Linked DNA regions of Sus scrofa: all the other regions are linked to region 3. The links are chromatin contacts, called in public HiChIP or PLAC-seq maps. All regions are on one chromosome and are shown on one strand. Each heading gives the region's core, a stretch centred on a gene start, on an enhancer-like site or on the middle of the called end of the contact. The rest is flanking DNA. Distances are from core to core; before and after follow the strand shown.

Region 1 (3,100 bases), core at 49-2,548, 210 kb before region 3:
ATTTCATACAAACTTATGGTTGCCAAAGAGGACAGATAGAAGGGGAGGGATGGACTGAGGGCTTGGGATGGGCATATGCACTCTGAGGTATATGGAATGACTGGCCAGGGGGACCTGCTGTAGAGCACAGGGAACTCTACCCAAAATTCTGTGATAATCTATGTGGGAAAAGAATCTGAAAAAGAATGAATGTGTGTATAACTGAATCGCTTTGTTGTACAGCAGAAATTATCACAACATTGTAAATCAACTATACTTCAATAAAACTTCAAAAAAATGGAAAAAGTAAAATCTTACAGGTGAAGAACCATGTGACTGTAGTACTTGATGTGAGAGTGATGGTGACAGAGGGGATGTCGTGGCCCACAGTCTGGTTGGGTGGTATGTGCGTCAAGGACAGATGGATTTGGAGTTAGCCAGGTAGGAGAATGAGGGTGGGAAGAGGTGATCTTTTCAGGAAAAGGGGTCAACCTGTGGGAGGGGCCAGAACACAGAGACAACATGGCATAAATGGGAAGCTGTATGTGGTTCAAGTTCGTTAGAGTGTGGCCTTTGGGAAAAGTAAGTTGGGGCCAGATGACTAAAGGTCTTAGGCCTTAAACTAAGGAGTCTAGGCTCTCTAAAGAGCCCTGAAGGCCTTAAAGGTGGGAAGAGGGTAGGTGATGTGATCAAATTTGTATTTTGGAAAGCCTGCTCTGGGTTTAGAGTAAAAAAGGATGGTAGGGATAAAACTAGGAGAGAGGATAGAGTTCCCTGGTGGCTTGATGGGTTAAGGACCTGATATTGTCGCTGCTGTCTTGGGTCATTGCTGGGATGTGGGTTTGCTCCCTGGCCCAGGAACTTTACCATGCCACAGGTGCTGCCAAAAACAAAACAACTGGGGGAGGAGTTCCTGTTGCGGCTCGGTGGGAACGAATCTGACTAGTATCCATGAGGATGTGGGTTTGATCACTGGCTTTGCTCAGTGGATCAGAGATCTGGTGCTGCCGTGAGCTGAGGTGTAGGTCACATATTCGCTTTGGATCCTGCGTTGCTGTGGCTGTGGCTGTGGCCGGCAGCTATAGTTCCGATTCGATCCCCTGGCCTGGGAACTTCCATATGCTGCAAGTGCAGCCCTAAAAAGCAAAAAAAAAAAAAAAAAAAAAGGCGGGGGGGAAGGAAAGCATTTGGAAGCCATTGCAATAATTAGGCAAGGAGTGAAGGTAGCCTCAGCTGAAGGGGTGGCCTTAGGGACCAGGGAAGTGGGCGGGGTCATGAGAGATCAGGAAGCGGTGGGGGGACTGACTGGCAGGGGAGGGAGTGAGGCGGGGAGGGTGGAGGAGGAAGTGAGTTTGCTGGGCAGCTGGCTGGCTGGCATGGTGTCTACACAGGTGGATGCTCTGTTTTAAAGCCTTTTTACATGACGCTCTCACTCCATCATCCAAGCAGCCCAGAGAGCCAGAGGGAAGGTAGCTTTTCTTTTCTTTTTTTTTTTTTTTCAGATGAGGAAGTTGCCTCAACAGACAGTGGGTAGTAAGTGGAATCAGAATCCAGTATTCTCTGTGTGGACTCTCTTCGCACAGGATTTTCCTACTGCACCTTAGGGAGGGCTCAGTGCCACCCTGCCAGGCCTGCTGAGTGGTATTGTCTCAGTATAAAAAAATAACTTTAAGGAGTTCCCGTCATGGCTCAGCAATTAACGAATCCGACTAGCATCCATGAAGAGCCGGTTCAATCCCTGGCGTCACTCAGTGGATTAAGGATCCAGTGTTGCCGTGAGCTGTGGTGTAGATCATAGACATGGCTCGGATCTGGCATTGCTGTGGCTGTGGTGTAGGCCAACGGCTACGGCTCCAATTTGACCCCTAGCCTGGGAACCTCCATATGCCATGGGTGCAGCCCTAAAAAGACAAAAAACAAAAAATGAAACCTGTTGAGGTATAACTTACATACTATAAAATACACCCATTTGAGGTGTATGGCCTGATGAGTTTCATTAAATGTAAACGCCCATGTAATTACCACCACACTCAAGATAAAGAACTTTTTCATTACTCCAGAAGATTCCCTCATGCCTGTCCCCAATTCCTGCCTCAGACAGCTGCTGGTTTGCTTTCTGTCACTGTAGATGAGTTTTGCTTCTTCAAGAATAACATAGGAACGGAATCCTACAGTATGTGTGCTTTGTGTCTGGCTTCTTTAGCATAGCATGATGCTTTTGGAATTCGACCACACCATTGTATAGATCAAAAGCTCACTCCTTTGTGTTTCTGAGTAATAGTCCATTGTTGGTGGTGCCATAATTTGTTTAATCATCCTCCTGTTCAACACTTGGGCTGTTTCCAGTTTGGAGCTGTTATTGAAAAAACTGCTCTGGGAGTTCCCTAGTGGCCCAGTGGGTTAAGGATCTGGCATTGTCACTGCTGTGGCATGGGTTCAATCCCTGGCCTGGCCCAGGAACTTCTATATATTGCAGGCACAGTCAAAAAAGAAAAAAAAATTGCTATTGCACATTTGTGAGCAAGTCTTTTGTGGACATATGTTTTCATTTCTTTTGGGTGAATATGTAGGAGTGGAATTGCCAGGTTGTTCAGTAAATGTATGTTTATCTTTATAAGAAACGGCCCAACTGTTTTCTAAAGGATGTGTGTCGTTTTACAGTTCAGCAACACTGGATGAGTGTTGGTAGTTTCATTTTGGGGGGTGCTGTGCCCACAGCATGTGGAAATTCAGAGGCTAGGGATCGAACCAGTGCCATGGCACTGACAGCACCGGATCTCCATCCACTGTGCCCCCAGAAAACTCGTGGTAGCTTCATTTTTGACATGTGATAATTACAGCTGCTGTTTACTCAGCACTTGGTGTTGTAACAATCACTTTTAAATGAACTAACCACAGTCTTCTGAGGTGGGTGGAGTTACCTCCCTGGTATGGAAGGATAAATTGAGAACTTGAGTTTGGAGAGGTTATTCAAGTAATTTGTCCTAGGCCACTAAGCTGCTGGAGACTTGTAACACTCCATCATCTTCCAGAACAGCAGAGCCTTCACTTTGGGGTCTCTTTGTTCCTGGATCCCTCTGCACACACTGCTGGGTTTAAACTAAATGGAAGGGCTTCAACA
Region 2 (2,993 bases), core at 305-2,804, 150 kb before region 3:
GATTGGTGTTTGCAACAATGAGCCCTGTGGGGAGTAAGGCGGTTCAGGTTTATAGTGAGTGTTCATTAGAATCACACATAGGATGGTGAGATGCTTGTACTCAGAGAGGCATTTGGGGGAACAGGATCGCCACACCCCCCGTCTCACATCCATTCTGGAGCAACATCTGCTTGTTGCGAATAACTGGCAGCGTTTTAAGTGGTAAACGTTTCCGCCCTTTCGGTTAGATTTTTCTAAGATAAGTATGCAAAGATGACTCTAAAGAGCTCCCAGCTCTCAAGAAACCTATCTGCTAGGAGGATGTAAAGTCTATATGCAAATTGTGTGAATGCCCAGCCAAATCTATGTGACTTGGTTTTTACGTCTCACCTGAAATTTATTAATGAAGGGACTTTAGAACAAGAGGGTCTGTGGCTTCCATTTGCTCTAAGTCTGGACGGATGGGTAATTTTGAACAGGTGCACCAGTGGTGGGAAGGGCCTCCCAGGAAGCAAGACTGGCCCAGGGCAGCCTGGAGCCTGGAAAAGTAGACCACGGAGGATGTGAGGTGACTGTAGCATGAGGTCCAGAGAGAAATGAGGGGAAAAGGCATGAGAAGCCCAGGGGCTTAGATCAGGAGGCCTCTGGTGGCGGGAGCTGAGTTTGAACTTGATCCTGAAGTCAGTGGGGAAGCACTGCAATATGTTTGTTTTGTTTTAAAGGAACAACTGTTAGAAGTGCTGTGTTTTCAAAGGCCGAAGAGGGAAAGAAAATGGGAAAACATGGCATCCGTCCCAGTGGGAAGGATGGGTAGCTACAGTCAGTGGGAGTAAGAGGGTGAAGTATATGTCCCATAGGAGGAAACAGCGGATTTAATGTCTAGCTGGAAAGAGGCAGCATGGAGGAAGAGGACAAATCAAAGTCTGAGTGAGCTTTTGACTCTGAGGCTGGGAGTGGTAACTGGAAGGGCCTGGGGTGGGGGAGGGGAGGGGATGTGTCTGGGTGGGGTTTTCTCAGATGCAGACCCCAGAGGAGGCTGCACATGCAAGTGATTATTAAGGAAGCGCTCCCAGGAGGAATCAGTTAGGGTGGAAATGGGGGATAGGGGCAGGGAAGGGGAAGAGCCAGCTGGTCCTTCAGGGGGTGGGGGGTCCATTTGAGGCTGGCGAATGGGTTTTCATACTCCTGCCTCCAGGAGCTAGTGGCCGAGAGCTGCCCCAGGACACTTCCAGGTTTGGGGCACATCCAGGCAAAGTAGCAGCTCCAGCAGCCAAAGAAGCTGGGGGACGCACAGCACCAGGAGGAGGAGGGGAGGGGACCTGAGTGGAAAACGGACCACATCCACAGCAGGAGATGAAGGGCATCCGTTTGGTTGCATCACATTAGTGGCTGCTGCTGGTGATGGAGGACCCTTTCATCAGTACATCCGTACTTCATGGGGCAGCCAGAAGCCAGGAGAGAAGGTGAAGCTGTGGGAAACCGTGGGAGTCGGTGACCCCATGAGAACCCGCCCACTTCCCTGTTACTGACCAGGCCCTGGCTGCTGGGTCCTCATTTGCTTAGTTATTCTTAGAAGAGATGCTTCCAGTGATTCCTAGAAGAGATACACAGAGCTGTCCTGAGTTTGCTCTGTTTCAAACTGACTGTATGCTTGGAGCCTGAGAAGTTTTTCCTCTCTGATCACACCAAGGACTTATGAGCAGCACAGAGTCTGAACTGAGTGTCAGTCTGGCCGCTCAGTGTCAGGTGATGCAGAGAGAGACAAGTCGTTTGGCTTCTTGCTGTTTTGTTTCCAGGAAAGCAAATCTCAGAGAATGTTCACCTTTTCCCTCTTGAGGTAGGAATCTGAAAAGACTCTGCCTTTGTTCTAAGATGGGCTTACAAACCCAGATGTCTGTGGGGCCAGGTACCTTAAGTGGGGGCGTGTAGGTATTGGAGAGCCCATGCCTAACTCTGCCCCATTGCTGCCAAGCATTGCCAGATCTTGTACTTTTTTAAAGAAAAACCAGAAATCTGGATTTTTACATGACAAATTCTCATTTAAGCTGTTGCTTCACTCTTTCAAAATAACACTGGTGGGAGTTCCCATTGTGGCTCAGTGGTAACGAACCCGACTGGTATCCATAAGGATGTGGGTTCGATCCCTGGCCTCTCTCAGTGGGTTGGGGATCTGGCGTTGCCATGAGCTGTGGTGTGAGTCTCGGATGCAGCTTGGATCCCGAGTTGCTGAAGCTGTAGCTCTGATTCGATCCCTGTCCTGGGAACTTCTATATGCTGCACCTGCAGCCCTAAAAACACCCCAAAAAACAAAACAACATTGGATCTCCCTGACACTACCCACTGGCTGCTGTCTTGCAGCCTTTAAGATTTCTGTGTAATGCCTCCATCCTCCATCCTTTGAGCTGCTGCTTCTCCTTTCACACATCATCAGACTTCTCTTATTATTTTATTTTTTTATTGTTTTTTTTGGCTGCGCCTGTGGCATGTGGAAGTTCCCTGGCCAGGGATCAACCCATACCACAGCAGTGACAACACTGGATCCTTAACCCACTGAGCCAACAGGGAACTCCTCCCAATACTGTTTTTCATATATCTGTCCACCTCCCCTCCCCCTCGCTAAGTATTTCTTTTTTTTTTTTTTTTTTTGTCTTTTTGCCATTTCTTGGGCCACTCCTGAAGCACATGGAGGTTCCCAGGCTAGGGGTTAATCGGAGCTGCAGCTGCCAGCCTACGCCAGAGCCACAGCAACGCAGGATCCGAGCCGCGTCTGCAACCTACACCACAGCTCACGGCAACACCGGAACCTTGATCCACTGAGCAAGGGTAGGGATCGAACCCTCAACCTCATGGTTCCTAGTCGGATTCGTTAACCACTGCGCCTAGTATTTCATTTTTAGATTTCAATTACTTACGTAGAGTGCCAGGTGCTGAGTAGGTGTGCTCAATAGAATTTTTCTGAATTGAGTGGAATAAAACCATGCCCTAGAATTTTGCTGTCTTTCACTACACGACCA
Region 3 (3,064 bases), core at 521-3,020:
TTCCCCTACCCTCTGAAATGGTGATGTTCACTTCCCTAAACATACTCTGATATTCCCGTCAGTTCGATGGCCCCCTGTCCTCCCACTGAGTTCAATTTCTGCTGAGCCACAATGGGAACCCCCCAGCCTGCTTTCTCCTTTTTCTGCTTTTTAGGGCACAGGTGTGGCACATGGAAGTTCCCAGGCTAAGGGTCAAATCGGAGCTACAGCTGCCAGCCTATACCACAGGCACAGCAATGCCAGATCTGAGCCGCACCTGCAATGTACGCCATAGCTCAGGGCAAAGGCCAAGGATTGAACCCGCATCCTCATGGATATTAGTCAGATTCATTCCCACTGTGCCATAAGGGGAACTCCCCAGCCTGTTTTCTTGAGCAGACTTGAGGACAGTGTTCCACCACTCTCTCCACTTATCCTGGCGACTGCTTCCTGGACCCCAGGCTTAGCAAGCGGTAAAGTGTGAAGTTTCTTTCAGTTACTCAACAGGTATGTGAGAAGCTGCTGTGGCAGGAACAACCTGGAAGAAGAACGAAATAAAAGGCAAAGAAGCAGGATTTGGAAATGGCTCTGTACCCCTTAATCATTCCTAAGCACAGTTCTACAGCTAACCAGCCCACCACTGAAGGCAGATTCCACAGGGAACACAGAAGTCACCCTAGACTTTATCCCAAATGAGAAGCTGCTTCCTACATGCAGCTTTGAAATAGGCAGCCGAGACACAAACCCCAGAAAAGGCTTCCTTTGAGAAGAAATGAACAATTAGTATATATACTTAGGATATCCATTCACATGAAGCAAATATGCTGGATAGTCAATTCCCTAAAGCAGTTTCCTAATAATTTCCTATTTCCAAACCCAACTTTAATGGTCTGAAGAAGCAAGGCTATAGGCCACACTAATGCTAAGAATATAAAGAATTTTAAAGTGAAGACTCTTTGCCGTGCTATAGAAAATTGACAGAACAGTGTAAGCCAGCTATAATGGAAAAAATTAAAATCATTAAAAACACTTTTTTAAATTAAAAAAAATTTCAAGGTGAAATGATCAAGAATATGTTTAAGTTTATTCAACATGAGATAGAGAAGCTGCTGTAAAATAATTTAAATATAGCCTACATTTCACACACAAACCATATTTTCATGTTTTTTTCCTTAAGGGGAAAGGAAACCTGTATTGGTCAATTCCAGGTACAACATGAGTTAATCAGTCATTCATAAAAGTCAACGTAGTAAAAAAAAGTTTCATCAATAAACTTTTCGGCAAAAGGCCTTTAAGTATGTCAGCTGCTTTTCTTGTCTTCTCCAACTGGTCACTGAGTTCACAGCCTTAAAATATAAGACTGGATAGAGGTAAATTCATCCTGCCACAAATCACAGAGCATGCTGCCTGTCACTATCCTAGAGGCCCTCCTGATTCACCCTTTTCCACCTCTGCCTGCCCCCTACCACCACTTCTCAAAGCAAATGTGCTCTCTGGGAATGTGGCTCCTCGCCAGTTCCTTGGAGAAGAAGTCTGTCATCGGAGGTGGGCCACAAAGGTAGAACAAGGTCTCTTTCGAAATATGATCTCTTATCTCCTTCTCCGTTAGTCTTCCTTCTACCAAAAAACAGAACAGACACTAGATTAAGCCAGCCATGTTTGTATTAAAAAGAGGAAAGGCTAACCACAACTTGGCAACAGTGTTTATTTTCAATAACTAAGCTCAGGGGGTTGCGTCCTGAGTCATCCACGAACTGGCTCTTGTTGGTGTCCAGGCCAGACCGAAGCAGAAGCGTGTCTCCAGGTTTCCTGAATTCACAGCAGCGCTGTGGGCAGCCGAGCATGATGCACTATCCAGACAGCACCAGGGAGTGTGCTGATCTTTGGGAGAGATTCAAAACTGCCTTCAACAAAGTAAATAAACTGCTTTGTGAGAAACCCTTCCAAAAAAGGGAAACCATGAGAAATCTAAATGACTATTAATGGCAAATGGCACTGATGCAATCAAAGCTGACTATACGGTCTTTGTATGCATACTACAGTGATGATGCAAAGGTCCCTTAAAAAACATGGAGAATAAATTTTTAATATGGGCCATAGGAGCTCTATATGTAATAAGTAAATCCAACTAATCTCCCCGTATTTTTCCCTGATGAATCACTTCTCAATTCCCCAGGTAGTGATATTCCCAGCCAGTGACTTCCAACAATGAAGCATCTACTCAACCAACTGGCACAGCCACAAAATAATGGCATGGAGGTAGTCAAAATATCTTCAGGGGACTCACCCGTGATGTATGGCTTGAGGTCTGCACTGATTTGTGTAGTCTGCTTTGTAACATGCAAACTGCAGGCAATCTTCTCAGGAAATTCATTTACTAAATCGAGGATATTTTTCTGGAATGTCAAACATATTTGGTCACACTACAATTTTAAAAAATCAAAACAGATGTGCACCCCCTCGGACGCGGAGCCTCCCCTGCCATTCTGCACACGTCTACTGCCCCGGCTCTCCACTTAGAGATATTGTTTGCAGCCGAGCAGGCTGGAGCATTGCGAGTACGGAGGGCTCTGCGGCTTTAATTGAAATCTGAATATGCTAACAAGCATATTACTAACTCTCCGGGAGTTTTTTCTTTTTCCTTTCTCCCAAGTGTGGGCAATTAAGCAGCAGTTTCACTGACCACAGTTGTGTCTTTTAACTGTTTCTGTTCTTTTGTTCATCTTTGCAGCTGCAAAGAGTGAAAGCCTTCTCCCATCAAAGGGACTAGAGTTTCCACAGATGCAACTGATAAGGGTTTCACGTAGCCAGCTGGGTGCAATCTACTCCTGCACCATCAAACCCATTCGTAGGCCTCCTGACTCTCTGGGGAACCCCGGGGCCACAGTGGCTTTTCTGCTCGTCCACCTCCAGATCCGAGCCAGCCAGCCCTGGCCCTCCTGATACTTCCCCAAGAACCTCCTCAGCACTAGCTTTTTTAATTGTCTTGGGCAAGATGTGCTGTTTAATTCTCATATGAACATGATCCAGCCTTTCAAGCCTTTGGTTGTGAATTGCTGCAGAGAAGAGAGACGGAGAAGAAAAT

Evidence for each region. HiChIP or PLAC-seq counts read pairs in DNA pulled down with a chosen protein or histone mark.
Region 1: an H3K27ac HiChIP or PLAC-seq map of alveolar macrophages shows a contact between it and region 3. The contact joins two enhancer-like sites. A contact is called at or near these places in 2 of 47 Hi-C or Micro-C datasets (embryonic fibroblasts and epiblast stem cells) and 2 of 2 datasets of contacts at active chromatin or transcription factors (alveolar macrophages and skeletal muscle).
Region 2: an H3K27ac HiChIP or PLAC-seq map of alveolar macrophages shows a contact between it and region 3. The contact joins two enhancer-like sites. A contact is called at or near these places in 1 of 47 Hi-C or Micro-C datasets (embryonic fibroblasts) and 1 of 2 datasets of contacts at active chromatin or transcription factors (alveolar macrophages).

Annotation. Positions count from the first base shown.
Region 1 is chr13:3,646,764-3,649,863 of Sscrofa11.1, reverse strand. The region is part of intron 2 of RFTN1 (raftlin); the gene reads left to right. Among named protein-coding and RNA genes, the nearest start is that of RFTN1, 27 kb to the left of the region's middle. Within about 2 kb of position 1,298, at least 8 of the 83 cell types and tissues checked have an H3K27ac peak or open chromatin away from gene starts, as enhancers often do. A contact at or near this core is called in alveolar macrophages, where this site is marked.
Region 2 is chr13:3,581,707-3,584,699 of Sscrofa11.1, reverse strand. All of the region lies in intron 3 of RFTN1 (raftlin), which reads left to right. Among named protein-coding and RNA genes, the nearest start is that of TRNAE-UUC, 13 kb to the right of the region's middle. Within about 2 kb of position 1,554, at least 6 of the 83 cell types and tissues checked have an H3K27ac peak or open chromatin away from gene starts, as enhancers often do. A contact at or near this core is called in alveolar macrophages, where this site is marked.
Region 3 is chr13:3,435,052-3,438,115 of Sscrofa11.1, reverse strand. OXNAD1 (oxidoreductase NAD-binding domain-containing protein 1) reads right to left here. Exons shown (of 8, transcript XM_001925300.5): 7 at 2,267-2,375; 8 at 1,042-1,596. The coding sequence ends at 1,442. Among named protein-coding and RNA genes, the nearest start is that of OXNAD1, 41 kb to the right of the region's middle. Within about 2 kb of position 1,770, at least 22 of the 83 cell types and tissues checked have an H3K27ac peak or open chromatin away from gene starts, as enhancers often do. A contact at or near this core is called in alveolar macrophages, where this site is marked.